Regions from separate parts of the Mus musculus genome. Here all the other regions are linked to region 1. A link is a contact called in public ChIA-PET, Hi-C and HiChIP or PLAC-seq data. All regions are on one chromosome and are shown on one strand. The core of a region is the stretch at or near the end of the contact, and the rest is flanking DNA. Distances in the headings are between cores, read along the strand shown.

Region 1 (2,792 bases), core at 149-2,648:
AGACTGTGGTGGAGACCGGCCAGCAACACAACCCCACTTAACCCACAATGGGCTCTGGAGTTTTCTTTACTGACACCTTGCGTGTCATTTCTTCCTCTTTGGTGCTGGAATTCTCGGGTTCCACAGAAGGCTCCGGGCTTATATTATTTCACTTGATCAGCAAGGTTCACCATCCCAGGTCTCTCTTGACCTTGAAGACTGGCAGTGGGCTACTTAGAACTTTTGGCTTCCTTTTTTTGTTTGTTTGTTTTTTGTTTTTCGAGACAGGGTTTCTCTGTGTAGTCCTGGCTGTCCTGGAACTCACTCTGTAGACCAGGCTGGCCTCGAACTCAGAAATCCGCCTGCCTCTGCCTGGGTGCTGGGACCAAAGGCGTGCGTCACCACGCCCCGGCGATGTGGCTTTCTTTTCTAAAACCCTTTGACTCGCTCAATTCACTTGTGCCTGGGGATTATAGTGACTCTTAACGGAATGTGTTCAAGGATGAAAAGACAGAACCAGTAGGACTGGCTGGTTGTTACTCAGTAGCCATCACATTCTGCTTCCTCCCGAGAGCTCAAATAGCCTGTAGCCCCGCCTGTGCAGGGGTGATTGACATTCATATGACCAGTGAGTAACTGGATATCGTGTGCATTTCAAAAGCTCCCTTAGCACCTATTCAAGAGTAACCTCGCGAATCAACAACGGGGGACCTGTGAGGCAAGGTCAGAGTTGTAGGCAGTGATCCTCGGTGCGAGGCCGGCCCCACAGCCCTCGTTGGGCACAGCTGGCAGCACTGTAGCTGTGAGAGTCAGTGGTCATTTCACGTGTGGCGCCAGTGGAGGTCCAGTGGCACAGGGACTTGAGTCAATTATTTTGTTTAGGTGGAGAGAACCGTGCATGTGGAGGCAGATGTTTCCCCAAGCAAGGGAAAACAGAATCTGGGTCACTTCTGTTCTCAGAGATTGCCAGTGAGAGGAGCTGAGCTGGTGGCCCATCCATCTTGCTTGGGAATGGCTTCAGTGTCCCCCAACCTGACCTCTCTCATCTGCAGTCAATTGAAGAACTGGTGAACGATCAGCCTTTGCTCTGGGGTCCCACTGTGCGTCCTCTGTTGCTGTCTCTGAGCTTACTTTTCATTTGCATGATGAGCATATTACATATAAATAGTAAAAATCACCATGGGACATCAGGACTTAAACAGGAAGCATGTATTGTGTCATACAGTCTTGTGTGTTGGGAATTTGAGACATCTTAGTGGGGTCGTTTCACTACAGTCTCTCTCGGACGAGGGAGAACGTCTACTCCGTCATTAGGAGATTTGGCTGGAGGTGGGGCTTAATTGCTTTCAGGTGTTCATGCCTCCGGCTGCTCGCAGAGACCTCACTTCCTCATCTCACGAGTCTCTCCACTACTGCCTCAGAGTCCTGTGACATGACCGCAAGCAACAGCAATGCGTGACAGCAAGACAGTAAACTTCTTTCTATACTCTAAGGTCAGCCTGACTCAAGGAAATGACTACCAGGAAGTCTAAGCTACCGTGGACCATCATGAACGCTATGAACACAGTGGACTAATATCAGTTCTGTTCATTGAATCCCAATGTTTTTCATTTGTTTGTTTTGAGACAGGGTGTCCTAGGCTGGCTTCAAACCGCTACTGCTCCCTGAGTGCTGGAACTAAACCACATTTGGTTTGTGCAGTGCTGAGGATGGAACTCGGGGCTCTGCTGGTAATAGACAAGCACTCTACCAACCGAATTACATCAACAGTCCCATTGTGAGGCTTTGTGTACATACTCTGTGTTAGACTCCCCCCTCCCCCCACTATGACACATAGTGAAATGTGTTCTGAGAGGAACAAATTAAAGAGAGAATTTGTTTTGGGTCACAGTTTCAGATGCTTAGTTCCTGACCCTTTGCCGTGTTTCTAGATCTTCAGTGAGGTGGAACACCGTGGTGGCAGGAGTATACGGCAGATACTGTTCACCCCATAGTGGCCAGAAGTCAAAGAAGGAGACAGGAAGGACACAAAGGGGAAGGGGTAAAAGATACATCCTTCAGGGGCACACCCTAAACGACCTGCTTCTCTTATCTGGATCCCACTTCCTGTTTTGGCTGTCTCCTAAGAATGCTCTCATATTACGAATCTACCAAGGAAGGAGTCCAGGATCTGAAGGTTCCAATTCCTTCTCAAATGCCCATTGTCTCGACACCTAAGATTCTGTAGTGTCTGTTTGTGGAAGGCATTTCGTATTCAAACCTTAAAGCCACTGCAGAGCAAACCCACAGTCAGAGGGTGTGGTTGCTAAAAACAGCCGCTAAGGGGACTGCTGGAGCTGGGCTCTGAGGAGGAAGTACCACAAAGGGCTCAGGGACAGACAACTAAGAAGTTTCGAAGCTAGTGTCTTCTAGCTTTCTCTGCTGTTTCCATGTGAACAAATTACGATGACTTAGGAAATCTTTCCATCGCACTTGAGTGCACACCAAAGGCTGGTTTTGATAATTCGTTAGTGTTCTCTCTAAATTTCAGGCATTCTAGAAGGTGTGGTCCAAGACGGAGACTGACACGTATTAGCACGGAGCTCCGAGACTCCAAAGGGATTGAGTGCACTTTGTGACTGTCAACAGGTTCCATTATCAAGACTTTGCAAGACTCCATGTAATTTCTCAAATCTTGTATTGATTCCTTAAAATAGTCACACAGAGGAAGTTTTATGAATTTTTGATGTTTTTGTAATGATAAAGTACTTTTTAAAAATAGAAAATGGGGTTTCTTTTTTGTAGCCCTGGACATCTGGAACTTACTATGTATA
Region 2 (2,817 bases), core at 244-2,743, 190 kb after region 1:
AGCAGTGAAGAGATCTACCTAAGAAAATGATTTTAAAACATTAAGATTTTAAATTGTGTTTATTTTGAAAATATTACTGAGTGTGTAATTAAGAGATTGCTGTTTATTTTGTTGTGGTTTGTCTATAAACATGCTGTGAGTGCCCCCTATTGCTACCAAATTCAGGCCTGGACATTTACCACATAGAAAATTAATCATCAGGAGACACACATTGGTAGAAAGAAAACAGTCTTTATTAAAGACACCATTCACCCAAAAGGAAGCAAACTGACACCTCAACTCCCTGCTTCCAAGTTTTTGGGGAAAATGTGAATGACTGGTTATGTATAGAATTTGCATTCCCAGGAACTTGAATCAGACAATCCCAGGCTAGCCAGAGTTATTAATCTACTGGTTGTGGTCTAGACTTACCTTGCATACAAGATGTTCTGGAGTGCAAAGAGAAAGCCATATCTTGGGAATGAGGAGTAAGAATAAAGCAAAATGGAGTTACTGAACGCAATAGCCTGTTATAACAAACCATGAAGTGACTATTGTTATTTAGCCTAACACACTGGCTGCAGAAGTCTTGTGTCTTGCAGGGTCTCTTGTGTCTCATTGGCAGCTCTGTGCTGTTATTAGCTCCGCTGTCATTTCTTGATGTTTTTAAAAATTCCACCAACCACCCAGCTGATCTGATATAGTCACATATATGGCATTATTATATTATCCTAAATTTTATCATGCACTTCTCTTTGTTGTTCCATGAAAAATCCTTCACGGCTCCAGATAAATTATGTTCTTGGATTGAGACGCTCTGTTACCTTCAAATCTGGTATAGAATAGATACTCATAAGTGCCTATGCAAAATGTGTAATTTTGTATGTCACTTGTTACCAGATACATGAGGGAAAAAAAGAAATATGTTTAGTTTTCAGGAAAACATATGGTAAACCTGTTTGATAGCAGTTGTTTTAGTTTACACTGAAGAGTCACACAGAGCAGTAAAAATTATGTGTGTGAAATGTAGGACAGCGAGAGGAAGATGAGTAAAAGAAGTAGCAAGATTGGTGTCTGGGATAAAGCTCCCATCTCACTTTAAATTGGCTGGAACTTACTTTAATCAAGAGCAACTACGAGAAGAATAAATTCTCTTGCCATTTTGGCTTTACCAGTGAGAAGCAGAGATATTGCATGCACTACTTGTCTCTTAGACAGTGACTCTCTTGACTCAAATGTGGGCTTTAATTAATGGATATAAGTGTTCTTCTGTCATTAATACCCTTTAATTTTTCTGATTTCCAACGAAGTGTGTAGTTGGATGAGCAGAGAACATAAGTAAAAGAGTCTGAAGAAGGAAACTCCTCAAAAAACTTTCAGTCCAGAGCTGCCTTCTATTTTCTACTCTAAGTGCAACTTTAAAGAAAAAAAAAGAAGAACTGATCTGACACCCCCAACCCTGAACACTACGTAATACCTTTTCTCATTAAACTCCACCCTCTCTGCAAGAAACTGTGTTTCTTACTTTATACTGTCTTCATGTTAGATTTGTACAGCTCTCCTAGCCAGAGGAGGTGAGACATCCGTTCCCCCTACAAGAGACTCTGGTAAGTCACCTCTCAGCCCTTGCTTGACTAGTTAGCTCAGCTTCCTTGATGAGTAAAAACTTTAACAGGAAATCCTGAGAGGACATCTGTCAGCACCAGGTGCTCACAGAATTATCTGAAAATATAATCTTTAAGATACAGGAAAGTTAAGAATTTAGGATATGTTTCAGCATGTGATGTCATCAAATATCTGAAACATGATTGTGAATGAAATATTTAAAAAGAGAATTTTTTAAAGCAAGCAAATCCTTACCTTTTAAAAATAGCTTCTAGAACAATGCTATTGGTTGAAATCTGGTTTGATAATCAGCTGAAAAGAGGTGAAATCTTTCCATGGGTCACGTGTATATCCTTGAACATGTGTGTACCAGAAGCTCTAAGTTTCTTGTGCTCTCTTGTTCTCTCTTTCTCTTCTTGCCCTGACTGTCTCCAAGAAAATAGAGAAACCTAAAAATTGTCTAAGGTCACAAACATCAAAGTTTCTACAGCACACTTAGTAGAAAATTCTTGTTCTGGCTTAGCCTTGAAGGTGTGACTTTTTTTTGGGGGGGTGCTTCTCTTTGCTACCTAAATGGGAAGTATGAAGAGCTTTAGAGAACTAAGTAAAAAAAAAAAAAAGTTTGAGGAATTTAAACAGGGCAAGCCAGTTGGTTGAAGAGGCTAGACAGTGAATATCACCCATGGAGATGAAAGAATCATTTTCTACTTGATAATCTCTTCTACGTATATGAGAACTTTTGATGGTGGAAACTCAGGAAGCAGAAATAACTTTAGAGAAAAAATGAGGATGGTCTACTTTAATTACTGATGCTATATTCTATGACACTGTTTGAGTGTTTGGACATTACATCATTTTATCCTGACTACAGAGAAGCACCCTTGTCAGAAGCCATCCAGGAAAGGCTGAGGCTAGCAGGTGGCCTTAATGGAGGCGGCCCATCTTTTAGCATGGACAAAGCTCTAAGAGGCAAGGTCCCAAAGAGACTTGGGTTTAGGATTGCTTCTTGCAGCTGAGAAGCCTTTTCCTATCACTTCACATAGCCTAAAAGTTCGTGGGTATCAGCCCACCATATTGGTCAGATTTCTTGCACATCAACATAAAGATGAACTTTCATGAATTAACTAATGCTGTTTAGGTGAATTAATGACTTTATAGAGTTCCTGATTTGATTTAAATAATCTTAGGAAGAAATTTTTAAAAGATGGTTTTAGTTGTTTGCTAGAAAGATGT
Region 3 (2,700 bases), core at 173-2,672, 210 kb before region 1:
CTCTGTGCAATGGATGGTGGCTACCACACAGCTCACAGCTTTTAGGTACAGAGAATAAATAGGCTTAGCCACAACTAAGATATACACTCAGGAGGCAGAGGCATAGATAGGCAAAGGCAAGTGAATCTGAGTTCAAGGTCAGGCTGGACTACAGAGAGGATTCCAATATAGACAGGACTAAACAGAGAAACCCTGTCTTGAAACAGCAACAACAAAAACTGTCTTCTAGACATGACAGAACTGCTGGCCTAGAAACTCACAACTGTGGTCACCTGCACAAAGGTGCCAATCAACAATCCAGCACAGAGACGGGGAGGGGTTTATGAGATCGCACTTCTAGCTGAGCAGTTACTGACGGCTGAAGATTTATGAAGGGCAGAGAGACAGTTTCTTTTAAGAGTGTGGCCCAAGGAAGGTGATGGTCCCACACACATGAGTATATGTGCAGCATAAATTGGACTAGGTAGGCTTAAAAAAAACAGGACAGGAAGTAAACAATAATTCTGGAAGATGCTAGGGGATTTAAAATACATTGTATGAATGTATAAAATCTTTAAAGGATAATTTTTTTTAAAAAAGAGTGAGCTTATTGCTTAAAGTGTTTATTTTATGTGCATTGTTTGACAAATCATCTACACCCGGTTTCCAAGTGTTATCACAATGACATAAAAGAGTAAGAACACAAACAAGTACTAACTTTTTTGTGAAGCCACTAGCGTAATTTTTTTTTTTTTTTCGTTTTTGACATCAGAAGCAGGACCAGTTCCTAGCTCAGGATGGTTTAAGAAATGGTCTGTTTTGTTTAGATGTATACAAAGTGACACTTACTAGGAATTGATTGCTGGGATATGTCAGCAACCCACTTGAGCTTCACTTTCAATAACTTCTCTATGCCCAGCTATTTAAATTAATTGTACGATGAAAGGTTGGATGGACTGGCGTTTTCGCTTCAGTTTTATCTGTCTCAAAGTAAGCCCGAACTCTAATACCCAAATGGTCGTCAGACGTCCAAACAAAGAAAACAGCACCGATAATTAGTCAGTTGTAAAATCAGGTGCTTCAGAAAATTAGATTCAACCAAGTTCACACAGAAAGTTGGAACCAGCCCGTCATTCTTCACCCTGGCAAATGTGTGCGGCTGTGTCGGCCAGGGCTTCCCAGACCACAGCCAAGGACGAGGCGACAAGGCCGGAGGAAGGCTTCAGCAAGAAGCTGTCCCCGCGGCTCGGCCGACGTGACTCCCTCCCCGGCGAGGCCCCGCTCGCTCGCTCGCTCGCTCGCCCTCCGCACCCCGGCTGGGCCTCTCCCGACCAGGACACTCACCATGGTGGCGGCGGATCCGACAGGAAACAGGGAGGCCGGCACCGGGGCCTGAGGAACGGAGGTTGTTTAGAAGCCGCGCGTTGCCAATGGGAACGGAGACACGTGGGCCCTCGCTTGCACGCTATCATTGGCTCTCAGTGTCACGTGACGGATGATGTTGCGTAACTGGCTAATTTCCGCGGGTACATTGGCTTTGAGATCCGGAAGTCCCACCTTTTCTTGCCACGCTAACCTGGGGCGGTGCCTGCCGTTGCCAATGGCAACAGAGAAATTTCCGGTCGGGGGTGGGGGGGGGGAGCTGAGCAGCGCCTTAGGTGCCAGCGTGTTTGCCTACAATCAGGACAGAAGTTGGGCTTTGGCACCGGGATCCAGAGCTGGTGGTTCCAGACCTCTGAGAAGAACAGGCTGAGTGAACAGGGCTTCAGCGTGACTGCATCCGGCTATCAAGCTCATGCTGGCCCTGGTGCACGCCCTTCCTCCATCTGCATTGTTTTATAACGCTGGCAGAAGAGAATAACTTTACCTTTTTGGAAAAAAAATGTGCAAAAACATAGGTTTATATAGAGTAGTGAATTAGAGAGACAAACACTAGATTCGCCAGGAGAAGGTTGTGGAATAACGTCCTGATCTCCCTGGCGGAAGTTTTCACTTATGAAGTCTAACTTGAGTCATTAGAATCTTCAAGTTTTGGGATAGGTAAAGATCCTTTCCAAATCTGTTGGTGATCTTTTTGTCTTATTGACGGTGTCTTTTGCCTTGCAGAAGCTTTGCAATTTTATGAGGTCCTATTTATTGATTCTCGATCTTACAGCGCAAGCCACTGCTGTTCTATTCAGGAATTTTTCCCCTGTACCCATATCTTCGAGGCTTTTCCCTACTTTCTCCTCTATAAGTTTCACTGTCTCTGGTTTTATGTGAAGTTCCTTGATCCACTTAGATTTGACCTTAGTACAAGGAGATAGGAATGGATCAATTCGCAATCTTCTACATGATAACAGCCAGTTGTGCCAGCACCATTTGTTGAAAAATGCTGTCTTTTTTCCACTGGATGGTTTTAGCTCCCTTGTCAAAGATCAAGTGACCATAGGTGTGTGGGTTCATCTCTGGGTCTTCAATTCTGTTCCATTGGTCTACTTGTCTGTCGCTATACCAGTACCATGCAGTTTTTATCACAATTGCTCTGTAGTACAGCTTTAGGTCGGGCATAGCAAACACAGAAGTGGATGCTCACAGTCAGCTATTGAATGGACCACAGGGCCCCCAATGGAGGAACTAGAGAAAGCACCCAAGGAACTAAAGGGAACTGCAACCCTATAGGTGGAACAACAATATGAACTAACCAGTACCCCGGAGCTCTTGTCTCTAGCTGCATATGTA
Region 4 (3,031 bases), core at 210-2,709, 170 kb before region 1:
TTGCCTTACACAGATTGTTTCTCTGCCAGTACTGATGTTTGCAGAAATCCCTACAGGTTGGCACCATGGAAAAAAGGTTGAGGCTGTGGGATAGATAAGGGATGTCTAGTTTTTATTTAAAGAATGTAAACAAGTATATAATTGTGTTATTTTTCATTTTTAAAAGCTCCCGAGTATTAAAAGCCTGGTAAATAATTTTAAGGTAAATTTTAAGTAACAAAGGCAGTATGATGTTAGCAAAAGAACAGAAAATGTAAATCCAGGGAACAGAAACAGAGAGTCCTGTGTTAGATCTACAGAAATAGAGCCCCCTGGTCTCTGACAAAGGATTAGAGGCAGTACCAGAGAAAATATGGCTTTTCGGCACTTGGTACTAATTAATTAAATATCCATACCCACGGTGAGTTCAGAAATGGAAATTGGACCAAAAGTTAAAATAGATCATAAATACAAATGTAAAATGCAAAACCACAAAAGTCATTTGACAGCACAGAAGAAAAGCTCATGGCCTTGTGATTGAGACAACTCTGTAGATAGAACACCAAAGGAACTGTGCGAGAGAGAAGTCACTGAGAAATTGGATCTCATTAAAATAAAAATAAAGTTGGACAGTGGTGGCGCACACCTTTAATCCCAGCACTTGAGAGGCAGAGGCAGGATGATCATTATGAGTTCGAGGCCATCCTGGTCTACACAGAGAATCCATGTACTGAAAAACCAACCAATCAATCAACCAACCAACCAACCAACCAAACAAACAAACAAACAAAAAACCTGGGTATCACTGGGAACCTGAGCAGTTTCATGGACTTCCCAAAGTTTGACAATGGCCAAAAACAAATTAAAATGGCAGAAGTCCAGGAATGTATTTCACATAGTCAGCCAAAAATCCTTCAAGGTTAAAAAAACGAGGTAAAACTACTAGTATTAAGAAGATAAACAATATGAAGGTTCAAAAGTTAACAGAGTGAACAGGGCTTTTGTAAATATACTGAAGGAACTTGCAAACTTTTCAAAGGCCTTTCTTTTAAATCTATGCAGAAAGAGCGGCAGCACCATGAAAACAAACCAGTTAATATTGACAAAGCAGCAGGGCAGAGTTGAGGGAGAAAACTGTGTCAGGGAAAGACATGCCAGGATTTTCTGAAACTTTGGCAAATCTTGTCTATGAATTAAAAATTATAAATAAAATAATTTACCACACCAGATCTCACTGCACAATTAGCTTCCTCATTGTGAATGTTCCCAGCTTCGCTTGCAGCGATGCAAGCCCCGAATACACCCATGCCTCCTCACATGTTCAGTGACGGGACAGCTGCAGCCTAGGCTGCCAGTGGCATCCATGCCTTTGGGTAGCCACAAAGATCTATAATTCACCTACTTGCTTCTAGTATCTGTGGTGAAACCTGGGGGTTGTGTTTTTAATTTTCTGTTGCTTCAGACACAGCTGCCAGTGATCTACTGAAAGTGGAACAAACTCAGTACTGGGTGTGGTGGCCCATACCAGTAATCCCTGGGGAGGTGGAGGAAGGAGAACAGTGAGTTTAAAACCATCTTTTGCTATATGGTAAGAGCCTGTTTCAAAAATTGAAAGAAGGAAGGAAATAAGGAAGAAAGGAAGAAAAGAAAGGGAACACAAGAGAAGAAATATGATGATATCTGTTACACAAATCCCTCTTTGCCTTTCTGGCTTTGAATAAAATTATATCCCAAGGTAGCTGACCTCATATCCTGAAATAGTCAGTTCCTCCTGTTTCTTTGGCTCTTTCCCCTCTCTGTACCCCATATTGGTCTTTCTCATTTGCGATTTGCCAAGTTTCTCCCTCTGTTGGGAGCAGTTAATTCATTTTTCACATTAGTCAGAATTTCATGTAATTGAGGTCTTAAAAACGTCACCTCTTTAGAACTGGCTTAAGTTTAAATGTGCTTGTGACCACTTAGGTAGATCATATAAGTCTAGCTGACCTGTTTGCAGACACTAATGTGCCCACCTTAGCAACAGTCTCAATAAGCTTAGGGTGCCAACAACTCTCTGGAACAGAGAAACTGAAGAGAGCTCTTTTTCCCCCACTAGTCTCACAGCTCACCTGCTTCAAACACAAACCTGCAGTAGACTAGGCTGGCACTCTTCCCCCTTATCAATATCCAGTGTTCTGTGGTGGTAGTAAGATTCAGTCAGTTGAACTCTTAACCTTTCTCACCCCCAGGGCTTCCAACACCTCAGTTAGGCCACATCCAATGCTGCGAACACCACTGTCTGCTAACCAACTTCCCTTCATGTCCATGTCCCCTCTACTAAAGGTACTAAAGGTTGCAGCCTCTCAGCAATCTTGCTGTCTCTGATGAAGCACTTGCCACCCCGTGTGTCACTTAGCCACATGTTTCCAGTCCCTGCAGGTTACAGATCCCACTGTTGATGTGCACGTGCACATGTGGTTACTGCCTCTGTCTCTGGCCATTACCTCCAGCCTGGCTTCCCAAACAGAGGCTAGGCAGGGCGGATAACCCACTTGTTCTCAATTTTTTTCCTGCTAATCAAATGAAGAGTCTGGGCATTCTAGGAATGCTAGCTACTAGGGAAAGTCAGCCCCAGCTCTGACCTTTTGGGGGAAAGAGAGGCTCTCTTCAGTTTCTCTGTCCCAGAGAGAAAAGCCCTGGTTAGTTGGCACCTTAACCCTATTGAGGCTGTTGCTAAGGTGGGCGCATTAGTGTCTACAAACATATCATCTAGACCTATATGATCTACCTAAGTGGTCACAATCACGTTTAAATTTAAACCAACTGCAATCATACACACACACACACACACACACACACACACACATCTATCTATCTATCTATCTAAAATTTTTATTTATTTATTTATATTTGGTTTTTCCACACAGAGTTTCTCTGTATAGCCCTGTCAGTTCTGGAACTCTGGAACTCTGTAGGTCAGGCTGACCTTCAACTCAGAGATCTGTCTGCCTCTGCCTCCTGAGTGCTGCGATTAAAGGCTTGCACTACCACACTTGGCTTAATTTTTTTTTTA
Region 5 (2,773 bases), core at 249-2,748, 160 kb after region 1:
CTTCTAATTTTAGTGCCTTTTATGCATTTCCCCCGTGGGTATAAGCATGTATATGGAGTATAAATGCAAGCATTTTAACTGAACAATTTCTTCAGGCCTCTTTTAATAAATTTTCCTTGTTTAATTTCTCTGGTAAGAACTTCCAGGGCTATATTAAGTAGTGTTGGTAAAGTGTACATTCTCGTCTTATTTCCAGTCTTTTTATAGTCTTTAAAAGTATTTTAAATATATATTTTTAGATAAGATTTCACTATTTAACCCTGACTGGTCTGTAACTGCTAGGTAGAGAAAAGTAGCCTTGAACTCATAGAGATCCACCTGCCTTTGCCTCCCAAGTGCTAGAATTAAAGGCAAGGACCACGACTTATTCTTTCTTATATTATTAAGGTAAAAAGATTTCAGTAGTTTGAGAAGAAAGATTATTAATGAGCAACAATGCTTAGAGAGCAGAAAGGGGAAAAGGAAGATGAGAAACTGTAGCAGGTATATGGGTAGAAATGTGTGCTGCACATTGTTTAAAATTTTAATAGTTATTAAAATGACAAAAAGGATCGATGAAAATGAATCATTGTACAGAACAGGCAAAAATATTTACTGAATTCTTTGAATATTTATGAATTCAAAACTGAAAATCATAAAATGAAGTGAATATTTTTATTCCAATGAATGACTTACCTAGAAACCCTATCAGTGATTATAAACTATACAAAAAACTACAAACACAGCCGGGCGTGGTGGCGCATGCCTTTAATTCCAGCACTCGGGAGGCCGAGGCAGGCAGATTTTTGAGTTCAAGGCCAGCCTGGTCTACAAAGTGAGTTCCAGGACAGCCAGGACTATACAGAGAAACCCTGTCTCAAAACAAAACAAAACAAAACAAAACAAAACAAAACAAAACAAAACAAAACAAAACAAAACAAAAACCAAAAAAAAACCCAAAACAAAACAAAAAACTACAAACAAACATAAAAAGTAAAAAGTGACACCTTAAATCAGAAGCTTTGAAATAATGGTCCCATCATGTATTGAAGTGTCTTCCACTGGGGACTTGGTCTTAAGAAGCCAAGTAAAAATTATCCATGGCACATTTGTTGAAAGATAGAAAATTGATCCAAAAATACAGAGAGGGAACTGAAACATTTCACAGAGGGTAGGGCTCCAGAGTAAAAATTGAAAGAGGAAGATAATATTATAGAAAAGGAAGAACAGAAACTGAGCTGTTTTCCAAATGTGTATTCCTTGTCCCTGAGTATCCCATTAAGAAACAAAGTGGAAATGGTCCATGAGTAGCAGCACAAAGAAAAAGAATTCTCTGCACTTTTCCAGTTAAGAATTCAAGTATCCTTCACGGGAGAGTAGTGCAACTTCTTTATTAAAAGAAAATGTAAACGTGAAAATATTAATTAAATTAGAAATGGATGTTTTGTTTGTTTCTGTCTCCTTGCCTTCCATCTCAGAGACTGACACTAGGCTAAATGACCTCTGACGCCTTCCCTGGGTTAGAAGAGATACAGCTAGAATTGCTCTTGTCTGATAACTGTCTTATGCTCCTTCTGCTGGGCTCACATCAAGATGATTGGTTATTTATAATGAATTTACTGCTCCTCCAAAGGACCTTGTTCAGTTCCCAGAACACCATGGTTTTGCTTAGTATCAGCTTCACATCTAAGCCTATGAATCTCGGTACCAAAGCAGAAGACTTGACTGCCAGTTTATAAAGAGTGTACTTTTTAAGCCATATTTTATTTTTTTCAGTTTTTGTTACAGATTTTATTTTTAAATTATTTTCTTTATTTCTTTCTTTCTTTATTTATACTCCAAAAGTTGCCCCCTTGCTGGTCCCCCCTCCCAGAGTTCTTCATCTCATCCCCCATTCTGAGAAGGTGCTATCCTACCTGTCCACCCCCTTACCAGCCCACCTCACGCCCAGCAGCATCCTTCTTCCCTGGGGCATCAAGATTCCGCAGGATTAAGTGAATTCCCTCCCACTGAGGCCAGACAAGGCAGTCCTCTGCTACACAAATGCTCAGGGCCACAGCCCACCCACATATGCTCCTTGATTGGTAGCTTAGTCTCTGGGATCTCTGAGAAGTCTGGGTTAGTTGATAGTATTCTACTTCCTATGGGGTTGCAATCTCCCTCAGGTCCTGCAGTCCTTCCCTGAACTCTTCCATAGAGGTCCCAGACCTCAATCCAATGATTGGTTGTAAGTATCTCCATTTGTCTCAGTCAGCTGCTGGTAAAGCATCTCAGAGACAGCCATGCCAGTCTTCCATCTGCAACCGTAATATGACATCAATAATAGTGTCAGGGTTTGATGCCTGCGCATGGGATGGATCCCTAGTTGGGCTGGTCACTGAGTGGCCTTTCTTTCAGTCTCTGCTCCAGTTTTTGTCCCTGCATTTCCCTTAGGCAGGAAAAATTCTGGGTCAAAAATTTTGAAGATGGGTGGATGCCCCCTGACTCAACTGGAGGCCATGTCTATCTACTGGAGGTGGTCTCTTCATGTTCAACCACTACACTATATTGGGTATTTCAGCCAACGTCATCCCCATTGAATCCTAGGAGCCTCTCACACCCCAGATCTCTCAGACTTTCTACAGGTATCCCCTCCTCCTACCTCCCACCCCACACTGCTGCATATTTCCATTCATGTTCCTGGCCCTTCAGGAGACAGGTGGAAACCAGACATGGAAAAGAGGACTCTTCATTTGGCTCAGGTTGGCTGAGATTAAAGCAGAAAGAGTCTGACCCCAGAATCCATGTGCTTGTC
Region 6 (2,885 bases), core at 121-2,620, 220 kb after region 1:
CTGTCTCGTCTCTCTATCTCTCTCTGTCTCTCTCTGTCTCTCTCTGTCTCTCTCTGTCTCTCTCTGTCTCTCTCTCTCTCTCTCTCTCTCTCTCTCTCTCTCTCTCTCTCTCTCTCCCTTCACTCTTTCTCCCTGCCTTTCTGTAATAAAGCTCTAAAACCATAGAATGTCTCTGCTCATCAAGGCCCACTGTACTTGGAGGATGGGACAGGATTTCTCCTAATGAGCAGTTTCTAATCTCCCATTAGAAGGCCTTCCTGTGCTCCAGTCAAGATCCACAGAACTCACTCTCGCAGGTGTTGGGAACCTCTTCCCTCATCCCTCTCTGGTGGCTTTAGCAAAGTAGCTCTGGGGTTCTCAGGTAGGGCTGCCCCTTGGCCACTTCCTGAAGAGTGGGTCAGAGGCTTGAATGCCCACCCAGGGCTGAGTGGAAAGTGTATGGCAGCTCTCCCACACCTGACAAACCAGAGAATAGGTAAAACTCTGGCAGGGTGTGGGTCTTTTCCTTTCCCCTCTTCCCCGGGCCTCTTTTTTGTTCCCAACAGCACATGACATGGGTAGACAACAAAACATCCACAGCCTTGTGATGGTATAAGAATGACAGGCCACTCAGTTCCTGCCTGCATCTTCCTCAGTGATCTGTTGTAAAAGAATGAAAAACAAAACAAAACAGACAAACAAAACCAAAAGACAAAAAAATACATTTTTCTTTACAGAAAAATGCATTTCTCTTTTTTTTTTGTTCCCATGTCTGTTCTCTTCAGAATGTATGAGACCAGCCTGTGGTTTAGAGAGTCTGGTTTCCTTGAGGCGGAGGTGTTTATTAAGAACCATTCCAGACGGTGTAGCTGAATCCTTTGAGAGGACAAGATGAGGGTCATTGACTCTAGGGTAGATAGGAATGGCTCAAATCATATCCTTGAAGACTCTGAAGCCTGTGAAAGTAATGATGTGCAACCCCTCACAAGTCTCAGAAACTGTCCCTGGAGATATCTGGCAGGGAAGAAGCAGAGCTTTCTAAATGTTCAACATGTTTTAGAATCTAAGACATCCATGTAGGCTGTAGCACAGACTGAGACTCTTTTCCTGTACAATTAGAATAAGTCATAATTTAATTTTATTATAAAAACTTTTGTAAAATGAGAATGTATCTAATTTTTTAATTTTAAAATATTGAAACATAAAACATTTTTATTAGAGGTTATCCAAACCCCATCAATCTTGGGTGTCCAAATAGACATCCAAGAAGAGGAAATAGAGTAAGAAAAATGGGGGCTGGGCAGATGTCTCAATCTCTGATCTTTTTGTTCACATTTTGTGGACAGAATAAAAAGCCAACCTAATGGTCTGGTGGAGAAATAGATACTGTGCCCTCACTGGACACATGACTTCCTCTTTCAGGTTGACGTGTCCCTGTGTGGTTTCTATAGTCTTACAAAACTGTGGCTTTATAAATTTTAGTTTTCATTTCTTATTTTTCAGAGTAAATAAAATTTGTAAGAAATCCAGATTGCCTTTTCTAATTATAAAGGATGCTATGAGAGCTGTTCAGGTGCTCTCTTCAGGACCAATACACTTACCACTCCCTTGGTTACTAGGCATGGAGCTACTGAGACCTGGAACTACCTGTCCAGGCTATAATGCTTCATAGTAAGTGGATGAATATGGAAGCTGATGGAAAGGCTTGGTTCAGAACATTCCTTAATGTGGTTGGACATTTACGGACTGTTCAGCTATATAAATAAGGACATAGAGACTCTGGTATATTTTTAAAGCTTAGGGTTTAACTTGGAGCTACCCCCCAGATCCTCTAACTTGACTATTTTTCCCATGTCCCACAATGACCTGTTGTGCCTCTCCGCTCATGTTCGCATCCATCCACCTCCAAATCATCTCCCTAAATTTCTGCTTCTGCTTTTTTCCCCCATTGTCCCTTTCTCTCTAACAGAAGTCCTACCTTCCACTTCATGCCAAGCTATTGGCCCTCAGATTTTTATTAAAACCAATCAGAGAATCCCTTAGGCAAGTGAGGAAGGACAGAGACACACCTTTACGCGGTGCACTCCAACACCTCAAGGCCATCTTATCTCTACTGTCCCTTATAGTATTAGTTGAACACTGGTTGTTACTACATTATGGCTCCTTCTATGCTACCTGATTCCTCATCCTGTCCCATAGGGAAGTCTCTAACTAACAAGCTTTCCATATACATGCTTCACACCCTCTTGGAGCTCTGGATCCCCAGGAATCTAAATGATCTGATTCTTGGTTTTAGTTTTTTACTTTCACTGAAAATTACAGATGTTGACAGGTGTTAAAATGTTACCACTTGGATTCTGTGGCATTTCCCCCCATGCTTCATCTCTATGTTACCAAAAAGTAGTTCTCCAAAACTCACAACACATGAATATTTATTCATGTAAACTTAAAGAACTAACCCGGCAGAAAACAGATTGTTTCCTAAAAGTAGTTTTGGTACTTTCCCCACTAAGGACCATAGACAATTAGAATAGATGCTATTTGAAAGTTTCACCATTGTGTATTTTTTTTAAAAATATTTATTTATTTATTTATTTATTTATTTATTTATTTATTTATTTATTATATGTAAGTACACTGTAGTGTGACTTCAGACACTCCAGAAGAGAGCATCAGATTTTGTTATGGATGATTGTGAGCCACCATGTGGTTGCTGGGATTTGAACTCAGGACCTTTGGAAGAGCAGTCAACTCTCTTAACCACTGAGCCAGCTCACCAGCCCCTGTATATTCTTTATTTTTATAGACATTTTAAATGTTCTATAATGTAGTTAAAATTAGATGACTAGATAATCTATGAAAACATATTTTTAGAGACAGTTATAAGGAATATATTCAATTATAAT
Region 7 (2,791 bases), core at 101-2,600, 140 kb after region 1:
AGGGAATGGCCAACCAATAACTGACCCAACTTGAGACATAACCCACAGGCAAGCGCCAATCCCTGACACTTAATGATACTGTTATTCTTGCAGACAGGAGTCTATCATGGCTGTCCTCTGAGATGTTTCACCCAGAAGCCAACTCAGGCAGATTAAGACACCCACAGACAAACAGTGGATAGAGCTTTGGGGACTCTTATGGAAGAATGGGGGAAAGATTGCAGGCCTGAAGGGAATAGGAACTCCACAAGAAGTCCAACAGAGTCAACTGATCTGAACCCTTGAGGTTTTCAGAGACTGAACCACCAACCAAAGATCATACACAGGCTGAGCCTAGGCCTCCCTGAACATATGTAGCAGATGTGGTTTCCAAGCAACTACAACTGGAGCTGTTACCTGTCTACAGAATATGTTCTAGCTGGGCTGCCTTGTCTGACCTCAGTGGGAGAGGAAACACCTAGCCCCTCAGAGATGTAATGTGCTAAAATGGAGTTTGGGAGGGGATACACAGGGGGACGTCACCTGATCAGAGAAGGGGGGAGGATGGAAGGAAGGTTTGTGGGAGGAGTGAAAAAAGAGAGGCAGTAGATGGGACACAAAGTGAATAAGTAAAAGATAAATTAAATTTAAAAAGAAAAGAAAAAAGAACATACTTTTTGAGACTAGACAGTCTTACATCTCTTTCTTTGTAGTGTTTCAGTTCTCAGCATGAACAAATTCATTACTGAAAGAGATACAAATTGGGTAATTTCATAATTTTAGAACAAGAAAAAATAGATGTTGGATACATTACTAAATGTATGCTACAAACCAGTTCCTTATTCCTGGTATTGGAGTAATAACTTCCTTTTTTTTCATTTAATTATGCTTTGTGAAGGCCGAGGTCTAAACAGAATCTACTTCAGGTGGGATACCTTACTAGTAGGCTCATTCCAAGAGTGTTTAAAGCTGAAGATATCAGAGTCATATAGCAAAGTGTTTTCATATTTCTCATGATTCTGACGGTTTAGATTAAGTCCTTGACATAAAAGGAGTGGGAGGTCAGAGGAAGTGAGTCATTTCTGCTCAAAGCAAGTTGTGGCTTCTAGTAAGGAAGGGCAAAATGAGCACCTCCCTTCTGTGGCATGTAAGATATATGGATCTGAGGATATAGAACTCACAAACATTGGAATATAATGGGACTAAAGAAGGAGAGGTTTGTGTTATGGATGGGGAGAGACATGCCTCTTCTCCAAATTCCCTCCCATCCCAATCACAACAGCAGCCTTGTTTCTTGTACCCTGAAAAAGGAACCCATGTGGGCCACAGGTAGAGCAAGCAAGCAATCAAAGTTATTTTGGCAGCTGAGAAAGCAAAAGCAAAGTATACTCCTGAAAATGGAAGGCAGATTCAGCTGAGCAGCAATGGGTAGACCTGGCTGTGGAAGCCTTTGTCCATCATTTCTATTCCCCTTGTTTATTCCTTGGGCTGTTGGTGGTGGTTTCCTTCCTAGAATAGGTGGAGACTTTCTTAGAAGCCAACTTACTCACAATTCAGTATGTTACAATTGGATGTAGTAGTATGTATAAAGGTGTAACTATCTATAAAGTAAAAAAAATGTTTTCAGAAAGTACAACACTGTTCCTGGCAGGTGTTCCTCACAGGTCTTTCATGGGAGCTGGAGCCTGATGAGACTAACTTTGCTCTTTTTAATTGGAGCCCTAGTTTTCACCTTCCCTCTTTTCTTGTCAACATGGCTGTACTATACCAGGTATAACCCATCTTATTTATCTTCCATGTTGTTTCCAATATTTTGGTTTTACCCTAAAATCTGGTTTTACCTTAATAGTTGTGGATGACACTGCTGTGTTATAGGCCCTGGCATGTGTGGTAGTTTGAATATGCTTGGCCCAGGGAGTGACACTATTAGGAGGTGTGGCCTAGTTGGATTAAATGTGTCATCGCGGGTATGGGCTTTAAGACCCTCACCAGTTATGCCTGGAAGCCAGTCTTCTGTTTGCCTTGGGAAGGAAATGTAGAACTCTCAGCTCCTGCTTGAACACTGCCATGCTCCTGCCTTGATGATAATGAACTGAACCTCTGACTTTGTAAATCAGCCCCAACCAAATGTTGTCTTTTATAAGAGTTGCCTTGGTCATGGTGTCTGTTCACAGCAGTAAAACACTAAGACAATATGTCAAAGGAAGATGAATTTCTCTTTTTACTACAGAACACATGAGTATGCTTTGTACGCTTGTAATATTAGTTTATTTGAAGATTAGTTTATTTGAAGATTAGTTTATTTGAAGATTAGTTTATTTGAAGACAGGAAGATCATGAGTTCAAGGCTAGCCAAGGATACCCTATCTCAAAGAAAAAACCCCAACAATAACAAAAAGATTATGTATCAAAACTTTTCCTTTGTTTCCTTTGAGTTATAGATTATGATCATGGAAAAAGCATAAAAGACAGATCTTGGAAAAGTATCAACTAGGCATTTCAAAATACTTGTGAAAACTTTTAATGGATACACATTCTTTTTTCTATGCTGGTTTAACAGATATTGATCTGAATAAATCTTTTATATGAATCTATAAGTGAGAAAAGCCTGTGCTTTCTTTGAGCTGCTATTCAAGTCTCCCATCAACATTGAGATGCTAACCTATTCATTCACATTATCTTTTTTCCCCAAGTTTCCCACGGATGGAAACTATCATACTCACCTGACTCAGACAGAGCACCTGACTCAGTGTAACTAGTCCAAGAGGAGTACATTATAAAAATATGTGTCTTATTATTTCTGTAAGAGTGT

What was found. Hi-C and Micro-C count contacts between places; a contact is called where the count stands out from the background. ChIA-PET counts read pairs in DNA pulled down with a chosen protein or histone mark. HiChIP or PLAC-seq counts read pairs in DNA pulled down with a chosen protein or histone mark.
Region 2: a contact with region 1 is called in an H3K27ac HiChIP or PLAC-seq map of microglia, with 10 times the contacts expected there. The contact joins the promoter of Ccr5 here to the enhancer-like site in region 1. A contact is called at or near these places in 3 of 39 promoter capture datasets (the C10 cell line, Sertoli cells and hippocampal neurons), 7 of 15 datasets of contacts at CTCF or cohesin (CD8 T cells, hippocampal excitatory neurons, large pre-B cells and 4 more), 23 of 484 Hi-C or Micro-C datasets (the C2C12 cell line, CD4 T cells, CD8 T cells and 15 more), 60 of 115 datasets of contacts at active chromatin or transcription factors (the 230-238 cell line, CD8 T cells, DN3 thymocytes and 40 more) and 6 of 9 other capture datasets (adipose tissue, bone marrow-derived macrophages, embryonic tail and 3 more).
Region 3: an RNA polymerase II ChIA-PET map of memory CD8 T cells shows a contact between it and region 1, with 151 read pairs. The contact joins the promoter of Lztfl1 here to the enhancer-like site in region 1. A contact is called at or near these places in 5 of 115 datasets of contacts at active chromatin or transcription factors (bone marrow-derived macrophages, effector CD8 T cells, memory CD8 T cells and 2 more) and 2 of 9 other capture datasets (adipose tissue and liver).
Region 4: a contact with region 1 is called in an H3K4me3 HiChIP or PLAC-seq map of bone marrow-derived macrophages, with 4 times the contacts expected there. The contact joins two enhancer-like sites. A contact is called at or near these places in 1 of 484 Hi-C or Micro-C datasets (CD8 T cells) and 4 of 115 datasets of contacts at active chromatin or transcription factors (CD8 T cells, the SCID.adh cell line, bone marrow-derived macrophages and 1 more).
Region 5: a contact with region 1 is called in an H3K4me3 HiChIP or PLAC-seq map of bone marrow-derived macrophages, with 3 times the contacts expected there. The contact joins two enhancer-like sites. A contact is called at or near these places in 2 of 15 datasets of contacts at CTCF or cohesin (CD8 T cells and large pre-B cells), 2 of 484 Hi-C or Micro-C datasets (Th2 cells and bone marrow-derived macrophages) and 10 of 115 datasets of contacts at active chromatin or transcription factors (the 230-238 cell line, CD8 T cells, the SCID.adh cell line and 6 more).
Region 6: a contact with region 1 is called in an H3K27ac HiChIP or PLAC-seq map of microglia, with 10 times the contacts expected there. The contact joins two enhancer-like sites. A contact is called at or near these places in 2 of 15 datasets of contacts at CTCF or cohesin (CD8 T cells and stem cell-derived epiblast-like cells), 5 of 484 Hi-C or Micro-C datasets (ECoMG myeloid progenitors, bone marrow-derived macrophages, cortical neurons and 1 more), 29 of 115 datasets of contacts at active chromatin or transcription factors (the 230-238 cell line, CD8 T cells, the NIH/3T3 cell line and 20 more) and 2 of 9 other capture datasets (bone marrow-derived macrophages and macrophages).
Region 7: a Hi-C map of Th2 cells shows a contact between it and region 1, with 3 times the contacts expected there. The contact joins two enhancer-like sites. A contact is called at or near these places in 2 of 15 datasets of contacts at CTCF or cohesin (CD8 T cells and large pre-B cells), 9 of 484 Hi-C or Micro-C datasets (CD4 T cells, CD8 T cells, Th1 cells and 4 more) and 14 of 115 datasets of contacts at active chromatin or transcription factors (the 230-238 cell line, CD8 T cells, the SCID.adh cell line and 9 more).

The regions. Positions count from the first base shown.
Region 1 is chr9:123,926,838-123,929,629 of GRCm38.p6, forward strand. Gm51701 (a long non-coding RNA gene) reads left to right here. Exons shown (of 2, transcript XR_003948284.1): 2 at 1-1,869. Among named protein-coding and RNA genes, the nearest start is that of Gm51701, 3.1 kb to the left of the region's middle. Within about 2 kb of position 1,399, at least 175 of the 459 cell types and tissues checked have an H3K27ac peak or open chromatin away from gene starts, as enhancers often do. A contact at or near this core is called in the 230-238 cell line, CD8 T cells, DN3 thymocytes and 21 more, where this site is marked.
Region 2 is chr9:124,120,050-124,122,866 of GRCm38.p6, forward strand. Ccr5 (chemokine (C-C motif) receptor 5) reads left to right here and starts at 1,494. Exons shown (of 2, transcript NM_009917.5): 1 at 1,494-1,586.
Region 3 is chr9:123,716,203-123,718,902 of GRCm38.p6, forward strand. Lztfl1 (leucine zipper transcription factor-like 1) reads right to left here and starts at 1,423. Exons shown (of 10, transcript NM_033322.3): 1 at 1,324-1,423. The coding sequence starts at 1,326.
Region 4 is chr9:123,761,687-123,764,717 of GRCm38.p6, forward strand. Gm17021 (a long non-coding RNA gene) reads right to left here. Exons shown (of 2, transcript XR_380030.3): 2 at 3,021-3,031. Among named protein-coding and RNA genes, the nearest start is that of Ccr9, 4.0 kb to the right of the region's middle. Within about 2 kb of position 1,460, at least 57 of the 459 cell types and tissues checked have an H3K27ac peak or open chromatin away from gene starts, as enhancers often do. A contact at or near this core is called in CD8 T cells, the SCID.adh cell line and bone marrow-derived macrophages, where this site is marked.
Region 5 is chr9:124,089,468-124,092,240 of GRCm38.p6, forward strand. No RefSeq gene overlaps it. Among named protein-coding and RNA genes, the nearest start is that of Ccr2, 11 kb to the right of the region's middle. Within about 2 kb of position 1,499, at least 7 of the 459 cell types and tissues checked have an H3K27ac peak or open chromatin away from gene starts, as enhancers often do. A contact at or near this core is called in bone marrow-derived macrophages, where this site is marked.
Region 6 is chr9:124,142,486-124,145,370 of GRCm38.p6, forward strand. No RefSeq gene overlaps it. Among named protein-coding and RNA genes, the nearest start is that of Ccr5, 22 kb to the left of the region's middle. Within about 2 kb of position 1,371, at least 67 of the 459 cell types and tissues checked have an H3K27ac peak or open chromatin away from gene starts, as enhancers often do. A contact at or near this core is called in the 230-238 cell line, CD8 T cells, ECoMG myeloid progenitors and 3 more, where this site is marked.
Region 7 is chr9:124,067,516-124,070,306 of GRCm38.p6, forward strand. No RefSeq gene overlaps it. Among named protein-coding and RNA genes, the nearest start is that of Ccr2, 33 kb to the right of the region's middle. Within about 2 kb of position 1,351, at least 112 of the 459 cell types and tissues checked have an H3K27ac peak or open chromatin away from gene starts, as enhancers often do. A contact at or near this core is called in the 230-238 cell line, CD8 T cells, the SCID.adh cell line and 8 more, where this site is marked.